2 separate regions of the Danio rerio genome follow, and region 2 is linked to region 1. The links are chromatin contacts, called in public HiChIP or PLAC-seq maps. All regions are on one chromosome and are shown on one strand. The core of a region is the stretch at or near the end of the contact, and the rest is flanking DNA. Distances in the headings are between cores, read along the strand shown.

Region 1 (7,714 bases), core at 3,316-5,815:
ATTTTTTTTGCGCACTTTGACAGTAAAACCAGCTCTGTAATCAGCATGCTAATACAGTAAACTGATAGTATAAAATGCTTACCTTAAAACATTTAACAATTTTTTATGATTATTTTGCATAACCAGAAAAGATTTCATTAAAGACATTGTATGTATTCACATTTCTACATATCTTACGTACACAGATGAAGTCAACACTTAAAGTGGATCAAAAAAGCTCATCAAAATTCTGGGAGTTTTGAAAAATGGGAGTTGTTCAAATAGTTTTAGGGCAACTTTGATAAAAGGTTTTGATCCACTTCAAATGTTGACTACTGTATACCTACACATGTACATACATAAATACTCAAACAGACTCCAATTTTTACTTTGTAATCAAGGAAATCTTGACAATTACAACTAATAACAACTGCATAGAAAGTACTACAACTCCTCAAACAAACCCTCAAAAAAACACTTCAGTCACACTTAATAAGCGGCTAAATTGTCAAACTCTTTCCAGACAGTCCCATAAGCCGAGCATACTGCTTTATAGTGGCTGTTCAGGAAAGCACTGGTTCGTTTACAGGCCGAGCCATCGTGTCTCACTGCCATCTGTCCCCTGTGGGGTGAGGGGCTGCGATTTGACCCTCTCAACGAGCCCTTTTGTGGGGCCTGCCCGCAATTTAGACAGGCCTACAGCTGCTGCTGTTTCTGAATGGCCGATCAGTTTGTCAACTGCATATCTTGATGCAAATCATTTTCAGGAGAAGATTTCAGTAAGACAAATTTAGAGGAACTAAAACTAAATCTGCACCACTTTTGGTGGTTTCATGCTTTTATGGGTTGCGCATGGCTAAAATGGAAATTGACAGTTGAGCGTGGAAGAAAATATTAAGAAACTGCCATTCAGCTTAGTGAATATTTAACTAAATTGCAGAAGAAATATCTAAAAAGTGATTATAAAAACATGAGCAAGGCTGCTAATTAACCTCCTCAAAGATTACAATTAACTGCAAAGACTTTCAGCGTTGAAGTAGTAGGAGGTAAAGCTCCCACATGCAGCATAAAATCAAACCACAGCTTATTTGTGTGAAGAACAATCTCCAACATTTCTGCACATTATTATCTATAAGCAAACAGAGAGGGAGATTGTCGTCCAAACAAAATCCACCAACACCAAACCTTCAGACTCTAAATATTTCCCCAAACAGCTGAACCACACTAAAATCTATAGTCCTACATAATCGCAGGATTTCATTTAGTGCTCTAATATACATTTTTAAGCTGCTTTCAAATCACATACATCATTTTGTCTTTCCTTGGCACACACTAAGCAAAGCCAGCAGGATTGTTTAGTCCAGTAATCTCAAACTAACAGACAAACTCAAGTGCAAACACACACAGACAAACAGAGCACTTCACATTCCAAACCGGATGTGAGCACAGCCTGCCATAAACAGGACAGACAATAAAAGGACAACGGACCGCACTAAATAAATGCACTTAAACCTCACCATCTGATGGGTGCAATATACTCAACGGTAAGGAAACAAAAGTTCACATGGTTTAGCAATATACTTCCTAGTGTTCCAACACGCACGCACACACACGCGCGCACACACACACGCACGCACGCGCACACACACACACACACACACACACACACACACACACACACACACACACACACACACACACACACACACACACACTCAAAAAGCAAATGTAGCAATAATGACATACACTTAGCAAAAACGTATAACTGTTCACATTTTTATTATAAAAGCACACACTACGTAGTAGGGCTGCACAATATATCATTTTGGCATCGATATCGCAATGTGATCATTTGCAAGTCACATCGCAAGTATACGCAATGTTTTTATATTTATAATTTATAAATATGGATTAAGATTTACCATTTTGCACGTTTTTTGAGGGGCCTGTGACAGTGTGAGGGTTTTAAAAGCATTCAGGCTTATGTAAATGTACCGTTTGTAACTTTGAAAAATTAATAATGATTTATTTTATGGAATTGTTTATATGACAAAGACTATGCTGTATTATTTCACATTTGATTATTCATTTACTGTATATCCGAATGCATTTCAAGGTTTCACAAAACAGTAAAATGCTGTATATTTAATTAGCTTATTTTTCTTTATTAAATATCTACGCCTGTCGATTATTGTGTTCATAAATAAAAATATTATGCTTATTATACAAGACTTATTGTGCTCTAGTGCTGTAAAAATTACACTTGAATTATATTTTATGCAATCTTCCCAGTCAATCTAAACTTAAACATTTATTCAATTCATCTAGTGAAATTGTATTCATATCGCAATATACATCGCAGAAGAAAAAAATTGTCATGTGTAATTTTTCCTGTATCGTGCAGCCCTACTATGTTGTAATAGATTACCATCCAAAATACCAATATATTGACATTTTAAATCTTTATATTTGATATCATTAATACCAATTAGTATAAAATAATACGATTAGTACAGGTCAGAATAAGCATATATATATATATATATATATATATATATATATATATATATATATATATATATATATATAGCTGCATGGTGGCGCAGTGGGTAGCACGTTCGCCTCACAGCAAGAAGGTCGCTGATTCAAGCCTCAGCTGGGTCAGTTGGCGTATCGGTGTGGCGTTTGTATGTTCTCCCCATGTTTGAATGGGTTTCCTCCAGGTGCTCCAATTTCTCCCACAAGTCAGGAGAATTGGGTAAGCTAAAATTGTCTGTAGTGTATGTGTGAATGAGAGTGTAAGGATGTTGCAGCTGGAAGGGCATCCGCTGCGTAAAACATATGCTGGATAAGTTGGCAGTTCATTCCGCTGTGGCGACCCCAGATTAATAAAGGGACTAAGCCGAAAAGAAAATGAATAAATGAATATTTTGACAGTTGAACGTGAAAGAAAATTTAAGGAAATTGCCGTTTAGCTTAATGAAGCTTTGAAGCTTCAACATATTTAAATGAACTGCTGCAGAAATGTCTAAAACGCTGTAATAAAAACATTTATATATAAATAAATCAGTTGTCAATATAATTTGCATCCAGGTAAAACACTAATTTAATATAAAAGACTATATTATTAAATGATTTTAACATATATGAGAGTACGTTTAAAGCAAAATTAATAAAAAAGAATAAAGTAAAACTAAACTACAAATGGGTTGTGCCAAAAAGGGCATATAATTTGCTTTAGGTTCTTGGACAGTAACTGATGTTCAATAACACAATAAACATTGTTTTGAATATGAATGTAGACTAGGCATGGGACAATAACCATGTTTAACAAAGTTTAAAGCAAGCCATGCTTACTGCTCTAAAATATCTTAAATGTTTCCTAAAATGAATTGTTGTTTTTTTACTAAGCCATATAAAAAATAACTTATTTTAGAGCATTAATCACAAAACTGTGATATTTTATCCATGTTATCATACCATCAGAAACAGCCCATACTAGATGATGTGTTAGCCAAGAACCATCATAAAACCACAATCAAGGGATGTTTTCTAAGGGCCGTGTGACATTTCACACGTCCCTATCACAGCTTGAACAAGTCAAACCAACACTGATTCAATTTGTCACAACCAAAACCTGTATAAAGAATATAACCCAGATTTGGTGGACAAACACGTCAGTTTACTACAACTCACCTTAATTCGCAATGCCTGATGGATGTCCGCTGCGAGCTGGGTTTTCCACCACTGGCCCTCCGATTCCATCTTTCCCATCCAGAAAGGCCCCCAATCCTTAAAACACAAATACGAGTGTGAAAGAGAGAAAGCAGCAAATCTTGTTCAGTTTAGATACTTCTACAACAGCACTTCTATTTAAGGCCTGTTTGACGGGAAAATGTCACAGCTCTTAAAGGGAAACCAAACAAGATAAGTGGACAAAATCATTTCTAAATTTACTGAGCTTTAAAGCGTCCGACAAAGTTCAAGCAGTTCTTCAACACGAAAAATCACGACTTTGTCTTCATTATTAGTGGAACACTCAACTGATAACATAAAACAATGGCCCAGTAACACATTTAAGCAATTCTAATGTTACTTTATAAACTACAACACAAACAAAACGTGTATGAAATGAAAGTGACCGGCGTCGTACATCCACCCCTGCGGCACACCACGAGCGATACCCAGATCACATGCATGTTGTGAACGAATAAAGCAAAGAGTTTCAAGAAAAACATGATAATCATCCAAAACTAAAGCATTAGAAACAGAAAAACAAACATTACATAGTAGTAACTGGTTTAAAGATCCACATAAAAGCGACAGCGCGTCTTACCACTGAGACAAGGGCGCTCCAGAGCTCTTTGTTTCAGAACTGCCGCATACTGGAGTTAAATCCTTCAACTGCACGCGTGTGTACTTCTCGAAACAAATCCCATATCAAGTAAATGCTTCCCGGGAAACACAAAGTCAAATCGGTGAGCAGTTGGGTCGTTTTTTTTCTATCAAAACACCGCCGCGTGCGTATCCAAGTTAACCCGTTTGACTTTTTTAGCCGTCCCGTGCGGTGTTGCTCCCCCAGCGGCCTGAGAGGAGCAGATCTGAATGATGTTGATGCTCGGATCTGCATGGTCGCTGAACGGGGAGGAGTCCAGGCGCGGACATGAAGATTAGCCATGTATTAAACAATTGAGACTCGTCATCTTGATTAAAACAATAATGGATGTAAGACAGACATGTTTGTGTATAGATGGGCTTTATGTATTCATCTAAATCTACAGGTGAAGTGTGGTGATTGTGGTTCAGAGATTAGCCTTGTTAAAGTTATTTTGAGATCTTTATGTAGGAAATTTAATAAAAAATACAATTAGCTTATTTACATTGATTACAAACTTTGTTATTATTATTACTCACAGAACCATTGATATTTAATTGTTTATGGTTAAGATAGAGCTGTTTAAAAGTGCATATCTGTAAAATGTATAAATTAAAAAAAAATCAATCTTAGTTTTAACACATAAATAAACATTAATTAACTGAACATATACAACATGTACAAATAGCATGGCAAAAATAGTTGGATTAGGCCTACAACGGTAGGAACATGAGCAAAAGGTGTAGAAAAAGGAATAAATAAAACACAAACACAAATCAAAAGATCGGCAATATTAAGATTTTTACTTTGTATGAACTCTCTCAAAGGCTAGAAATATTTTAATAAAAAATAAAATATTATTTCAGTTTAAAATACCTGTTTTCTTACTAAATGGACTAAGAAATAGTGTAGTCCTAATTAATATATATAATTTAAATCTATATAATTTGTCTTGTAATGACAGTATTCCTTTTGCAAAGCTCTTTCAAAAGTCAAATCGAGTACTTACATTTGACTAAATAATTTTTCAAAATAAGTTATATAAATACAAGTTACAAAATACAAGTTATTAAGTAATATCTTTTTGAGCAAACGTATAGGATGAAAGCTCCTTGGGATTATCAGACAAACAACGAAAAGAAGAGATTTATTTAATAATGTGAATTTTATTTTATGAGATGTTCTGTCTGTATTTGGCCAGCAGATGGACCCTTCACCACTAAAAACCTAAGGACCAAACCTTATCAGATACAGGACCTTATTCATAGTAATCCACATATGACAGGCCCGTAGCCAGCCTGGTGAAAGAAATGGTTCTTTTTTTTTCTCAAAAGTGGACCTATTTACAGTTTTTTGCCTTATATTGTATTTATTCGTGAGATTTAAATACTGCACTTGACTTTAGTGACATTTAAGCACTATTTTTAGCGGGATCAGCTTGTCATCATAACCCCTTTTTGATAAACCAAAAATATTCTCAAGATTCAGAAAAGAAATATGAACACTTATTTTTAAAATACAAATGTATAACATCATATCATTACAAAAACAGGAGTCTGATAATATTTTTAAACTAAAACTGTAAGAACAGCCTAAAAACTGGCCAGAACATTCAGACACAATGCACTTAATGGAGCTAGTAACGTCACTGTGAAGAGTAGGGTTAGGGATGGGGTTAGGTGAGTCCATTAAAAAGCACTGCATGAAGTTCAGTTTGCTCTGCACTAATTCTGCAGCCAAAACCCTCTAAATTTTTCAAGCATCGTTTGTAAAAAAGTACATTCGAAAATTCATGGACAACAACTATAGCCAAATAAGTATTTAAATCAATTTTAATATGATCCGCCTTTGGTGCTTCACACTTTTTTATTGCTCATTTTTTTGTTTCAAGAAAAAGTCCAAGATTTAGAATAAAAGTTACTGGTAAAATAAAAACAATACAGTAGGCCAGCAGTGATGTCATTCACATCAGATTGTATGTTTTCTTGTACAGCTAGATGTTGGACTCATGAAAAAAAATACTTTGCATTGACCAAAAGTGATCAGCTGAAAAAACGCTGAAGCAACAGCCAACAGACGATTCCGCTTGGTCTTAAAGCCTTTTTTAAAAGGTTCCTTTCACAATTTATGATGGCAGTCAAAACAAGACAAATGAGCTCATGTGTGTGACAAATTCTGGACCTTTGTCAGGGAGGGGTGAGTCTTCCAAACCACCCGAACCCCCCTGGCTACGGGCCTGTATAATATATATAGTTTATATAAATGTATATATAATATAAAATAATACATGTAACATAGTGATGTCTGTTCAACATGCAAAAGCACCCGTGCAAACTGTATGGGAAGACATTAATCCACTAAATATCACTTTTTTTATGATTTATTTGGGAATGATACAGACATGAGTATCATATTTTGAACATGTCATCCAAATCATTAAATACAAACGGCACAGAGATGATCAAAGACTGACATCCTATAAAGGATTGCATAGCCATATTACGTTTGTGAGAGATGCTCTTCGCAACTTTAAACCAAGGTTTGTATATTATTTTATAGCAAATCTTTCTGGATAAAGAGTCTGCTAAATGCACAAATGTAAATACTAATAAAGAAATCTTCTGTGTTATTGTGTATTATATGTTTCATATTTCCATATGTGAAAAGCGTAACCACAGTACAGGGTGAAATGCTAATATGGAAGTTATGTTATAGGCTAATACTCTTAAATCTCTGTAATGCTATTCACTTCGCACAACTTAACACCACAGTGTCGGTGGTCCCCTCAGATTTGATGTATGTGTTACTATGCGGATAAGAAACTTTTGGAGCACCGCTGGTGTGAAATTAAGCAGTCTTATATCCTTGCTGCCCACTATATCATGTCATTAAACCATCAGACACAGCCGAGACCAAGTGGGTCAAATGCCATAGCTGTCATGGCCTGGATGGTCATGTCCAATTCAGTGAAACTCCCGCAGTTGGCTGGCAACAAACAAGAAACACTTGAGAGGAAGTGCACATCTGCTCTCGAACAACTTTGTGCTTTCGAACAACAGTGCTTCTTCCAATAGTTAAGTTGTCAGTACACATGATGTAACCGAATTGCATTTCACATCGAAATTTACTTTACAAGAGGAAAGTTCAGATCAGTCTACAGTTAATTTAGATGTAGTGACACCTTTAATGGCTACTTTAAAAAAGAACAAATTTACACCATCAAATGATACCCTTGTAACCAGCGTGACCCTTCTATTTGTAGTGGCCATTTAAAGGCTCAATACTTACCACAGTATACCCACAAGACTTGAGCCCTATCTCCCTGATGATAGTGTTATGGGGCCTGGGGAAGCTATATTT
Region 2 (7,714 bases), core at 3,856-6,355, 110 kb after region 1:
ACTGCGATTAACAAAAATGAACATCAGTAGCTTCAGAACGAGACTCTTGAAAATTTTCTAGAAAACAAGAATAAGGCCTTGAGTTTAGCATCTCTTAAACCCCTGGCGTATAAGGACACAACAGAGAGAAACATTTAAAGCACACACGAACACTGAACAACTAAACCTGTTTACGGAAAGTTCTGCTTGCTCGGATAACTATTTTTAAATGATTGAAAATATCCTGCAAAAAAGGTCTCAAAATAAAAAAAAACTCAAAAGAGCAGCACCATCTTAAACGACAAAAATAGCAAAAATAACCTTTATAAAAATAATAATAATAATAAATAGTTAGGAGACAGTCTCTAAATTGCATGTAACAATTCAAAATCAATGTCTGAAAAGTGCACATGAAAAATTAAAGTCAGAGGATTAAACACCTGAAAGCACTTAATGTATGCAGGATGATTTCTGCCTGTCCTGTAAGCTCTGTGGCTCGAACAAAAAAAAGACGTCTTCCCATCTGCACGTGCTTTTTTCTCCTTTCACGGCCTCCCGCTGAATTCTTCCATGAAACGCTGACCATTCTTTCAATATAAAGAATTATTCGCGGCTTTCCAGACAGCATCTCTGTGAGAACAGCATGGTCACCCTGGGACGCTCATTTGGCTCCTTTGACCAATTTAAGCCAAATGTCTTGCACAGATTCAGGAATCCATGTAATAATAATATATCAATATAATTACCGGTGTTACGGTTTAACTGGTGACCGTGTTAACTGGTGTCCCTTTCCAGATGTAAGCTATTCACGTTTGCAGATTGGCAGATTCGTCACTTTTTCACAGCAACAAAACATGTCCATACCAAATAAAGATTCTTATTACTTGGTGTCAGTGTCATTGTGTGCATTATTGATTTTAATATCTGTGTAGCAGAACAGTATATAACCAAAGTAAGTAAAAAAAATAATTAGAATTGACATGTCTTTAACAGGATTCGAACCCGTGTAGTGAAAAGGTTTAGCACACGTATCAGTCAACTTATCTAACTGAGCTACTCAGAACTCCAAACGAAGCGGTCTGTTTTAATATCTTTGTCAATTAAAACATGCCTTGCTGTGGTTGTGGACCCGTGTTAACATGTTTCCATCGATGTTAACATGTTTACATTATGTTTAGTTACATGTACTCGCGTTAACGTGTTTCTACAAACTCTCCCGCTGATAGAATAGCTCTCTGTGACTAAACGATGCTTCATCAGTTGCTCAAACCATGTTTTTTCTTAGTTCTAGACTCATGTCTACCTGTGCCTTTGGAGTCGTGTTAACTCGTGACCCATGCTCATACATGTAACGTAAATAAAGATTTTATCCAAAAAATGAATACAATGACGATATTATTATGCAACGTATTATGTCTAATATATATAATATATATTTCATATATAATATTATGCAACAGAATATTAATTGAAAATCGCAACATTTCAATGTATGATCTTGGTCACATCTGTATCAAGGTACTTATGAACATGATTTGGCTACATACGATAAAATTACTAAAAGCTGCTAAGCCTTACGTTTCAACAGTGCTTGATAGCTCAATTAGATTGCACGTATGTTCCAATCATGCTTCTCTTTTGTTAGTAGGTTCGAATCCACATACGAGTTTTGTTTATGTAGCCTGATTTTTTTAATTCTCTTTAAAATAAAATGTGGGGGGACTGCGATTTATAACGTATGCTTATTTAGCGGAACATCGTAGTCATTTAGAGCTATTCTGAGAAAATATCAGCTCGTTTAACTTTGTAGACACAGACTAACACGAGTCAATGGGACTATTATATTCTGATTGCATAATATTCTAATATTCTGTTGCATAATATTATATATGAAATATATATTATATATATTAGACATAATACGTTGCATAATAATATCGTCATTGTATTCATTTTTTTGGATAAAATCTTTATTTACGTTACATGTATGAGCATGGGTCACGAGTTAACACGACTCCAAAGGCACAGGTAGACATGAGTCTAGAACTAAGAAAAAACATGGTTTGAGCAACTGATGAAGCATCGTTTAGTCACAGAGAGCTATTCTATCAGCGGGAGAGTTTGTAGAAACACGTTAACGCGAGTACATGTAACTAAACATAATGTAAACATGTTAACATCGATGGAAACATGTTAACACGGGTCCACAACCACAGCAAGGCATGTTTTAATTGACAAAGATATTAAAACAGACCGCTTCGTTTGGAGTTCTGAGTAGCTCAGTTAGATAAGTTGACTGATACGTGTGCTAAACCTTTTCACTACACGGGTTCGAATCCTGTTAAAGACATGTCAATTCTAATTATTTTTTTTACTTACTTTGGTTATATACTGTTCTGCTACACAGATATTAAAATCAATAATGCACACAATGACACTGACACCAAGTAATAAGAATCTTTATTTGGTATGGACATGTTTTGTTGCTGTGAAAAAGTGACGAATCTGCCAATCTGCAAACGTGAATAGCTTACATCTGGAAAGGGACACCAGTTAACACGGTCACCAGTTAAACCGTAACACCGGTGTTACCTCAGTTGAATTTGAATAAGAGCGCAGCTGATTGGCTCCGCTGAAAACGACAGTGATTGTATACTTTGTCACACAGATCGTGGGTACGAATCCAGCACGCAGAGTGACATTTAGAATGACATGCAATATGCGACAAATATACCACATTATGCACAGTCACAAAGCCGTGAACACTATTGCAAGCGAAATCTATCGCATTTGTCCGTGTATTAAGACTTTTGCTTGCGAGTGAGCGAGAAGATCATGCCCCTTTGCTTGCTTCCCACCGCTTGAGCCAAAGGGTTTGAGATAAAGTAAGCCCAAAGTAAGCCCACATGAGCCAATCGCGCTTTCCCCCTGTGGCTTACTTTTGACCAATCGCGCTTCACCGCTGAGGCTTACATTTGACCAATCAAATTGGCACAGCATATGGTTAGAAACAATTTACTGCATACTTCCATGCGTACTTCACTCATACCGGGTCCTAAATCTTTCAGCAGGACGCCTGTCCGATACAGCTAAACTCAATTTAGCGCAATCAACTAGCATAAAAAAAGCTATGACAAAATGTAGCAAATAAACGCTAAAACAAACAAACGTTTCAACTCCTCGTGTGAACTCATATATAAATAAATATCTGTGATGTGAGCCAACTCTTCTTTTATTGAAATATTGTCTAGAAGTTTGTCTCTTTTCTGCTCTTTTTAACGTACAATGCATTGGCATGAAGCAAACGATCCAAAATAGCTAAACATTCAAATATATATATATTTCACTGCTAATTATTATTATTTGCTTGTATTTGCGTTTTTATTATGGATTTGAATCGTAAATCAGCGCCTTTAGAGCACTTCGCTCACTGTTCACGACGGGTTTATTTCTGGTCTGTAAGCGCCACCTACAGGCAGACAATGAATCATCATTTTATTATTAACAGCTTGTTTTCTAGTATGCATTTTCTGAAGCAGATATGAACAAATTAAGTTTTCAATAGATAATTTATAATTATATAATCAAATAAACAAACAACTGTACATGATACCTACTAGATGTAGCCTCTGTGTGGATCAGGATTACAGTGCAGCAGATGCCTCAAAATGTATGGGAAAACAATGTACAGCCTATGATGAAGCAAGTAAACACCTAATTCATGAAGTCATGTGTATGTATAAACACGATATTGTAAAAATGATCATTGATACATAAATATTTTTCATTATCAGAAAAAAATTAAAAAGTTGGAGGATGCGGGCATCGATCCCGCTACCTCTCGCATGCTAAGCGAGCGCTCTACCATTTGAGCTAATCCCCCTACACGAAGTATGCATCAGGTATGTCGGCAATTGAACACCACCCATGGTATATGTGACGTCCACCAGGGGGATTTATATGCGTAAGTATTAGGAACAGCAAAATAATCGATTAACTATGGCCTATAACACATACATTTTCAATCCAAAATAACATTTATTTTAGCGGTGCTAAAGTACGTTACAAATAGCTAAAATAATAGCTAAAAAATAGCATATTTCACACATTGGGGTCGATTATTTTTTAGTTTTCAATAAATAATAAAAACAGCACAATTCCTGTTCAACAATTGTATTTATTCATTAACAGTCCAAAAATACTAAATCCGAACAAATGTTTTATTCACCGGTCTTCCTTCCGGTACGGAAGTCATAGTCAAAATAAAAGCTAACGTTAGCTATAACAAAACACTTGTTTATCGACTGTGCTCTATGAGCTAACTGATTTGTTTTGTATTATTATTGGTTTATATTAGTATCAGCACGTCTTAAATCTCTATAATAATATAGTTGCTCTTTAACAATGTTAAAACAACATTAAAAACAAAACAATCTAAAGTAAACAGCTTGCACTAGTTGATTGTAAACATTTTAAGCTGGTTTATTTTTTAACCAAACTTCTTGTTTAGTTTTTAAAATATATGTATTCAATAGTACAAAAAGAGCTTAATTATTAACAACATAGCTGCCAAAGCAATTTTGTTTGTTTGTTTGCTTGTTTGTTTAAATGTTTTGAGTCTCGAGATGCTATAATTTAATTCGAGAATAATTTAAAGTCACATTTATAATTCATAAAATATGAGATTTTTGTTTAAAAAGTGCTTGTTTCTATGCATATATTTTCTAAATTATATAATTGTACAAATAATTGTTGTTTACATGAAGCCATTTCACTGAATGTGACTAAAAGAACCAACTACATTTGCTGAGCAAAAGCAAACACAACAATTCAAAGTTATTCAATATTATTTGCTTTATCATGATTATTATTAGCAACTGTAAACCAACACCACATCTATCAAATACAAATAAATATCCACCTCTTAAGTATTAAAAATGACTGAACTACGGTCATACAAGCGAAAATACTAACCAAAAACACAAACCTTTATCGATTGAATAATGCACATTGATGATATTAACGCAGACCTTTAGTGCAAAATGATTGTTGGAAAATTCACACCGGATATGCACATTTACATTTGACAGCCAGACACTTGTCATGCGAAAGAAGCGATAGAAAACAGTCTAGTCATGACAAAATGGCGAGCGGTGTTGGAAGTGAGTATTGCTCTCTATATTTCCATCGTACACATGAATGTCTTGCACGGGGCGGAGGACACATTATAATGGATGCATGTCGAGCGCGTGCAGAATGGATGCAGCGGTGCGCGTGCATGGGCGTTGAGCGATTTGACACGCAGAAGTCATTGATTATGGCAATCATTGGCCGAATCGCCAAAACCCAAACATTCATGACTATATCGACTAGCTTTTGCGAATCACTTCACGTTAAAGAAATGTAAGATGCCGATGATGCGTTGACCGTCTAAAATGGCCCCGTTATTAGTGACTACTTTTCATACATTCTTCTACATCGCAGTGTGGGTCATACAAATGCTGCTCACATGTAAAATGCGCTCATCTCTTTATATTGTGCTTTTATTCCTTGGACAGAACATAAACTGCTGCTGGGCCCGACAGACCCATGGTCAATTAGGGAGAAGCTGTGCCTCGCCTCATCTGTCATGAAGAGTGGAGACCAAAACTGGTGATTTTTATTTGCATAAGGCAAAATAAATTGATGATGTATGAGGGTATTTCTTTGTAAACATATACATCATGTGTGTGTATATGTAATCTATCTATCTATCTATCTATCTATCTATCTATCTATCTATCTATCTATCTATCTATCTATCTATCTATCTATCTGTCTATCTATCTATCTATCTATCTATCTATCTATCTATCTATCTATCTATCTATCTATCTATCTATCTATCTATCTATCTATCTATCGAGACCATTTTAATGTAATGTCATTGGCCCATGAAGATTTCCTGCTTGTTGTCAAACTATTTCATAACTGTAACAAGTGGCAATTTAATCATAACCTAATGTTAAACCAGTGATCATAACATTATTTGTAAATATGTGACTCTTTTTGGATTCTCTGAAACCATAGAAATTAAAAATGTAAGACAGGAAACACGTTGAGACCATTGTTTTTGTTTACATCTCTCAAAATGGTCGATATATTAAAAATTTTACCATATATAATTTTAGTTTTTATCCCAAGCATTAAAAAATGTAAACAACAATGAATGAAACTTTATATTTATTTATTGTATTTTATAATTTATTTTTATATGCATAATTAAATACAGTTAACCCTAACCATATAGTAAGTAATCGTTGTTAATTAATATTCAGTATTTAATACCTAAATGCGCAATTACACTGTAACAAGGACAGCTCAAGATAAGTCAATCTTATCATGATTTGTTTATTCTGACATAAATATTGATTTATTCCATTTCATACTTTGATTCATAACTAATCACTGATGTAATTCAGAACTGCAAAAAAAATAGTTTACTTTAAAATATATCCAAAACTTATTTCAAAAATGTTTACTAACACACACACACACACACACACATGCCTTTTTTTTGTATGATTTAATCAATATTTTAAGTCACGTTTCCCCCTTTGAAAATATCTAATCACATTTAAGTCTGAAATTAGCCTAAACTAGGCCTACATGGAATCTGCGCGTGCAGAATTCCGCAGATTTTTAGCCCATCATTAATTCTGTTTATTTACTTGAGTAAATGTGTGTAAAACTATATTTATTCAGTTTTTAAATTAATTACAGTAATATTATTGACTAATATGAAAATGTTCATCTGATTTATGTACAGTGCAGTTTGTACAGTAATATTTTCTGTCTTTTAATAAATATATTATATGAGAGACTTGCTTTGTTTACCAAATAATGTGAATGTAATTGGATTTGCATCTTAAACATTAAAGTTAAAAATATATAATTTTTAAATTTCACATATTAAGGTTTTAGTTATGATACTCCCAAAATAAATCAGCAGAAATCCGCATATTTTTACCAAAATTCTCAGCAGAAATAGCAAAAAACGTCCGCAGATTCTGTCTGGCCCAAGCCTAAACTCACATGCACCATGTGTTTTTGTTCACTGGGTGTTTTAGGGTTTCCGTGAGTCGAGCCATTAAGCCGTTTGCAGAACCTGGACGTCCTCCTGATTGGTTCTCTCAGAAGGTACTGGTGGGACAGTAGCCTACAACAATCCAGTGATGAGGAAATCTAAAGGCATAGTTCATCCAGAAATTGAACATGCTGTCATTTAACACTCACTTAAAAAAATAATTCTGTCTTTCAGTGGAACAAACATTTAGTTTTGCTAACAAACATCTGCTGCTTTTGCGTGTTAAAAAAAAAAAACAGTTAGAATGAACTGCACCTATAAGGATCAATAAGTGAGACACTGTGTGATGTAAAATTCTTCCAGACACTCTCTCTTGTCTTTTCTTCTGTTTCACAGCATTGTGCATCACAATATTCTGAGCTCCTGGAGACAACAGAGGCGCCAAAGTGAGTCCATTTTCACTCTTATTTATGTTCCAACATCCACAACATTCTTTGCAATGATTAAATTGATAGTTCAGCTAAAATATAAAAAATTGGATGTGGAAAGTGAAGAGGGTTAGGGAGTCGTGGAAGAAAGTGAAAGTGTACAGCGGACAGGGGAGGAGGGCGGTTGAGGAGGGGATCGGTAAAATGAGGTGCCGGATCTGGCATGTTCCGCCACAAATTA

The links. HiChIP or PLAC-seq counts read pairs in DNA pulled down with a chosen protein or histone mark.
Region 2: an H3K4me3 HiChIP or PLAC-seq map of gastrula embryo shows a contact between it and region 1, with 4 times the contacts expected there. The contact joins the promoter of brd8a here to the promoter of ccnjl in region 1. A contact is called at or near these places in 2 of 4 datasets of contacts at active chromatin or transcription factors (embryo and gastrula embryo).

Annotation. Positions count from the first base shown.
Region 1 is chr21:32,731,014-32,738,727 of GRCz12tu, forward strand. It overlaps ccnjl (cyclin J-like), which reads right to left and starts at 4,566. Exons shown (of 6, transcript NM_001309845.1): 1 at 4,316-4,566; 2 at 3,676-3,771. The coding sequence starts at 3,753.
Region 2 is chr21:32,841,985-32,849,698 of GRCz12tu, forward strand. It overlaps brd8a (bromodomain containing 8a), which reads left to right and starts at 5,106. Exons shown (of 18, transcript XM_073935993.1): 1 at 5,106-5,141; 2 at 5,538-5,631; 3 at 7,089-7,158; 4 at 7,442-7,491. It overlaps trnaa-agc (transfer RNA alanine (anticodon AGC)), which reads right to left and starts at 3,862; the gene lies at 3,790-3,862. It overlaps LOC141380015 (a long non-coding RNA gene), which reads right to left and starts at 800. Exons shown (of 4, transcript XR_012397239.1): 1 at 420-800.